Linked DNA regions of Sus scrofa: region 2 is linked to region 1. Evidence: chromatin contacts called from public Hi-C data. All regions are on one chromosome and are shown on one strand. Each heading gives the region's core, a stretch centred on a gene start, on an enhancer-like site or on the middle of the called end of the contact. The rest is flanking DNA. Distances are from core to core; before and after follow the strand shown. Region 1 overlaps LOC102164763 (a long non-coding RNA gene). Region 2 overlaps EIF2AK3 (eukaryotic translation initiation factor 2-alpha kinase 3).

Evidence for each region. Hi-C and Micro-C count contacts between places; a contact is called where the count stands out from the background.
Region 2: a contact with region 1 is called in a Hi-C map of embryonic fibroblasts, with 2.0 times the contacts expected there. The contact joins two enhancer-like sites. A contact is called at or near these places in 1 of 5 promoter capture datasets (liver), 21 of 47 Hi-C or Micro-C datasets (alveolar macrophages, blood, embryonic fibroblasts and 11 more) and 2 of 2 datasets of contacts at active chromatin or transcription factors (alveolar macrophages and skeletal muscle).

The regions. Positions count from the first base shown.
Region 1 is chr3:57,407,126-57,410,049 of Sscrofa11.1, reverse strand. The region is part of intron 4 of LOC102164763 (a long non-coding RNA gene); the gene reads right to left. Among named protein-coding and RNA genes, the nearest start is that of EIF2AK3, 15 kb to the left of the region's middle. Within about 2 kb of position 1,424, at least 15 of the 83 cell types and tissues checked have an H3K27ac peak or open chromatin away from gene starts, as enhancers often do. A contact at or near this core is called in alveolar macrophages and embryonic fibroblasts, where this site is marked.
Region 2 is chr3:57,454,166-57,456,932 of Sscrofa11.1, reverse strand. The region is part of intron 2 of EIF2AK3 (eukaryotic translation initiation factor 2-alpha kinase 3); the gene reads right to left. Among named protein-coding and RNA genes, the nearest start is that of EIF2AK3, 32 kb to the right of the region's middle. Within about 2 kb of position 1,447, at least 17 of the 83 cell types and tissues checked have an H3K27ac peak or open chromatin away from gene starts, as enhancers often do. A contact at or near this core is called in alveolar macrophages and embryonic fibroblasts, where this site is marked.

The DNA.
Region 1 (2,924 bases), core at 175-2,674:
ATTAATAAATGCATAGAATAATTCCCATTAATTTTCTTACTAATCAATGCAGTTGGTCAGAGAGAAGGCTGCTGAAAAAAAGTTTGAATTAGAAGAGTAATTCAATGTTCACACTATTGATCATGAGTCACTAAGTGTCATTTTCCTGAGTATAACAGAAACAACCCTGGGAGTCAGAAAAGAAAGAATCAGAGATAATCCTGACAGTCCCTCCAACCCAAAGGTCACTTGGCTTGACATTTTCATCTACTTGCATTTGCATTTCTTTTCTTTCTTTCTTTCTCTCATCTTTCTTTTTTAAAATTATTTATTTATTTATTTATTTTGCTTCACGGGCCACACCCGAGGCATGTGGAATTTCCCAGGCTAGGGGTCGAATCAGAGCTGCAGCTGCTGGCCTACACCACAGCCACAGCAACACCAGATCCAAGCCGCATCTGCGACCTACACTACAGCTCCTGGCAACATGGATCCTTTACCCACTGAGTGAGGCGAGGGATCGAACCCACATCCTCATGGATACTAGTCGAGTTTGTTACTGCTGAGCCACAACAGGAACTCCCTCTATTTGCATTTCTAATCCGTGCAGGTTAGCTCTTCCTTGGCAGCTTGGACTCAGGGTCACCTGTCCATTGTCTTGAAGCACTGTAGGTCCAGGCTGCCCCCAGCCCAGGTACAGCCCCTCCAGTTATCCACTGTCTCCTCAACATCCATGCACCACCAGGCACATGGTAGGCTGTCAATAAATATTAGTGAAATGACCAGTAAATAAATGCATGTCTAAATGAGCACTCTTTGCCTGTACTTGTTCTACAGTTGAGGTTGTGGAGGGCTCCTCCCTTCTCTGAGTACTAACTTTAAAGAGCCTCCAGGAACAAAAGGAGTCACATACACATTTTGAGGGAAATGATGGTCATCATGGCTGGGCTGATGGTCATCAGCCTGCTAAGTTTCTTCCTCTGGTCCATCCTTAGGAACCCAGGCTTCCTCTCTTGCCACTGTACTTTAAGGTAAGAAGGTGTTCTTTATTCTTCCTCTCCCAGCAGGCTGCAGCTTCCTGAAACCCTCTACTTTTTAAATTTTTAAAATTCTTTTATCTTTTAGGGCTGCACCTGTGGCATATGGAGGTTCCTAGGCTAGGGGTCTAATCAGATCTGCAACTGCCAGCCTATACCACAGCCACAGCAACACCAGATCCAAGTCTGCAACTTTGTTGGTTCTTTAACCCACTGAGCCAGGCCAGGCATTGAACCATGGTCCTCATGGATACTCTCTGGGTTCTTAACCTGCTGAGCCACAAGGGGAACTTCCCTTCTTCTATTTTGAAAGCGGCTTCCTTGCAGCTCCTGAATTCCAGAAGCAGAGGATGTGTGCTTACACTAAGCTCTTCCTATTGGCTTGGTGATGAGGCTTGCAGTAGTATGACTGTCACCTGATTCTGGAGGCCAGCCCCTGTTTCCCTCAGAGAGGCCAACACTGACTCAGATATGTGTCTGTTTTTCTGAAAGGCCAGGGCAGATGTGGTGCGGGCTGGCTGCTAGTGGGTTGGTGCCGGAGGATCTGTGCTTTCTTGACCAGTTTATTCTGGGAGAACTGGCAGAAGCTCAAAAGTCAAGCTGAGAGAGAGGCTGTGCAGTGAAATAATGTTCAGCTTCTTCCCTCAACCACCTCCCTCATGGCCATCTTCCTCTTGGCTAAATCAGGGAACACCTGCCCTTTAATAAGAAAACCTTCATCTTAGTTCTGAAAAAGAAGGCAAAAAGGGCAGTGTCTACAGACACACAGCTATGACCTCCCACATTCCTCAGAATTGTTTTTTTATTTTATTTTTTATTATTTATTTATTTATTGTCTTTTTGCCATTTCTTGCGCTGCTCCCTCAGCATATGGAGGTTCCCAGGCTAGGGGTCCAATCAGAGCTGTAGCCGCCAGCCTATGCCAGAGACACAGCAATGCGGGATCCAAACTGAGTCTGCAACCTACACCACAGCTCACGGCAACGCCAGATCCTTAACCCTCTGAGCAAGGTCAGGGATCGAACCCGCAACCTCATGGTTTCTAGTCAGCTTCGTTAACCTCTGAGCCACGATGGGAACTCCCAGAATTGCTTTTTTAAGTTAAAAGGCCCAGAGCTCCCATTGTGGCTCAGCGGTAATGAACTCGAATGATGTCCATGAGAATTCAGGATCAATCCTTGGCCTTGCTCAGTGGGTTAAGGATCCAGTGTTGCTGTGAGCTGTGGTGTAAGTCAAAGATGAGGCTCAGATCCTATGTTGCTGTGGCTGTGGTGCCGGTTGGCAGCTGCAGCTCGATTCAACCCCTGGCCTGGGAACTTCCATATACTGCACAAGCAGCCCTAGAAAAAAAAAAAAGAAAAGAAAAGAAAGGAAAAAAAAAAAAGTTAAAAGCCCAAGCACCTCATGAACTTGAATGTGTACCAGGTAACTAGCAATAGGCAGCTCAGCAGGGAGGAGCAGAGATAACCCCCACGTAAGGGATCTTTGAAGATGAGAGACTCTTCCCTTTGAAAGGGAACTTTTCAAGGTAGCAACCTTATCACATGAAAGAGCATCTTGAGCATCTGCTCCACTCTAGTCCAACCCTGACTGTATCACATCATGTTGCAGGTATTTGGGTGTATTTCTCAGCCTCTGGCAATACCAAAACTTTTTTTTTTTTCTTTTCTCTGATGGTTAAAAGAGGAAATGCTACTTGGTCCTCTGCAAAACCAAAGCATATAAATAACCCAAACCAACAAGGCAGGAGCTTTCAAAAAAGCCAGTTGGATGTAAACCCCAGTTCTTACAACTGGGTCTTAGTTCATATGAGTTTACTCAGAGCTGTAAGAGGCTCAATGGAGCTGGTAGCCTTACTCATTTCTTTTTTAAATACCAAAGGCCCTTTGTGCACACATACTAGGACAG
Region 2 (2,767 bases), core at 198-2,697, 47 kb before region 1:
ACACAGGATCAACCGCTGAGCCACGACGGGAACTCCTGCTTTCTTATTTCTTGATAATAACAGATTCACAATTTTATTTTCAAGAATTGAAACTTTTCTTTTTATCTTTTGTAGGCTGTCCAACCTGAAGCTGTCATTAAGAACAGACTTAGGGAGTTCCTGTCATGGTTCAGCAGAAACGAATCTGACTAGCATCCATGAGGGTGCAGGTTTGATCCCTGGCCTCGCTCAGTGGGTTAAGGATCCAACAACTCAGATCCCAAGTTGCTGTGGCTGTGGCATAAGCCAGCAGCTACAGCTCCGATTCGCCTGGGAAACTCCACATGCCTCAGGTGCAGCCCTAAAAAAAAATTTTTTTTTAAAGAACAGATTTAGGTCATATATACACACTCTATGATAACAATATTATAGTATTTTAGCCAAAACAGGCTCCCATTTTAAGTTACATACCAGTTTGAAAACCAAGTATTTCCTGTTCTCCACCTTCCATATTATATTAGGTAGTCTCTATTCTATTTACTAGAATACTAAGTTCAAATTATAAGAAAGTTAGCAAATAGGTATTTCAGTTGTCTGGTCTTGTTAACAGTAGTACTGGCTGAGTACAGACTGGAGAATGGTTTGCATCAATATAAGAACGAGGAAGAGGGGTTTCATGGGGCTGTAGTGAACAGATAACCTTTATTTTTATTTGTTTCCTCTTCCATTAAACAACTTTTTTCCCTCTAAAGAAGTAGTAGATCCTTAGGGAACACAATGGCTCCTCAGTGCAACCACCCCCACCCCCCAAAACAGACAAAAATCTGTCAAACGAATAGGAACTAAAATTTCTCTCTGTGTCTAAATGTGAAAGGAAAAAAAGTTATTTGCAATTAAAAGTCAGGTTTAAGCAACTAAGATTTCATATGATTGACCATGTAGTGAAAAATTGCCCTATTTTACTTTTTTAATTAATTAATTTTATTATTATTTTTTCTTTTTCGGCCACACTGTGGCATATGGAATTCCCGGGGCAGGGATCAAATCTGAGTGGAAGTTGTGACCTAGGCAACTAGGCCAGATCTTTAGCCCACTGCGCCCAGGCAGGGATCGAACTGCATCCCAGCACTCCCAAGATGTTGCCAATCCCTATGCACCACAGTGGGAACTCCAAAATTGCCCCATTTTAAAAGTTAGGTCTTCTAGGGCATGATTCAAAGGGAAGAGTGCAAAACCCAAAACAATGAGAAAGCATTATGATTTAATACTCAAATCGTGTCATATTTCTGGATTATGACTTTAAAGTTCACTTTTAAATAGCTGCTCTTCCTCAATTGGCTGCTTATGAGTCATACCCATGGCTGCTGACCCGTGCACCAATCTTTGTGAAGTTTTTCAGGCCACATCTGTGAAAACAGATGGCGCTTTTTCCTTGAGAGCCACAAGCAGTGATAGAAGCATGCAGTTCAGGTACAGAGATGACATCACCCCTCATAGGAGCATTACCTCACCCTCCCAGCACAGGAATGAGTCACCCCGGATAATCAGCTGCAAATCTCTTGGTATAAAAAAAAATGTAGGCTATGGTGATGCATTTTCACATTCCACTGATTTGTTTCTCTGAGCAGCTATTGGTTCTGATTTGCTGCCCTGCATCTCAAACTAATTACATGCCTTGCTTCCCACATCAGTCGTTTATTAAAAATATAAGTTCCTATTATTTGGGGATTTTCCCCCATTTGCTTTTTTTTCTGTTGATAATTTTAAAATAAAAGGCTTGTCAAATCAGCTAGCAAACCCAATACCAAAGATCCAATCAAGGTCTTTATCCTGCAAGCAAAGCAGTTGAGTAAAGCCAATTCAATTTATGATTTTGGAAAAACATCTAAATGGCAGAATGAATACCAGTGACACAAAATCACGGATAGCTGTTTGAAATGTGAATGTGCAGGTAAGAACTCTATTTTTAAGTGGCAGAAGGGACTTCAACTGAGACAACAAAGGAGTAATACTAAAATGAATACAGCCAACAATAAAAATGAAAATTCATCTTATATGGAAAAAAATGTATTTTGCATTTGGTTCTTCTTTCTTTTTCTATCCAACCACCTCCTCACCCCTCCCCAAGCTCCTACCATTAGCACATACACTTTGGGGTATATTCAACTTTGTTTTATTTATGTATTTATTTTTGGCTGCACCCATGGCATGCAGAACTTCTCAAGCCAGGGACTGAACCCACGCCACGCGGTCACAGGCCATATCCTTCATCGCTAGGCCACCAGGGAACTCCCTGACTTTAACTTAGTATATTTTGGAAACATATAAAATGTAAAGAGATGAATATAATAAACCCCCATGCACCTGTCACTCAGCTTCAACAAGCATCACATTTTGCCAAGTGCTCCCCAGTGCTCTCCACTCATCCACTACATGTATTTGTTAACAAGAGTATTTTAAAGTCCATCACAGGCATTACGTCATTTCACGTATGAATATTTCAGTCTTCATTGCTGAGAAGTAACTACCATGCCAGTGTTACATCGAACAGAATTGAGTCATTCTCTAAAATCAACTATTTAAATTTCCCTGATTGTTACAAAGATAAACCATATAATCCATTTGCTCCAAAAAGGAATTTATTTAAACTCTACATATGACCTTTGATTTCTTTCTTCCCCCCATAAGGGCCCCTTTCACTCCCTTTATCATGCACTGATTTACTTGGGAAACCCCATCATACAGAATGTCCCACAGTCTGGATTTTGTACGTCAATTAACTTGTTCC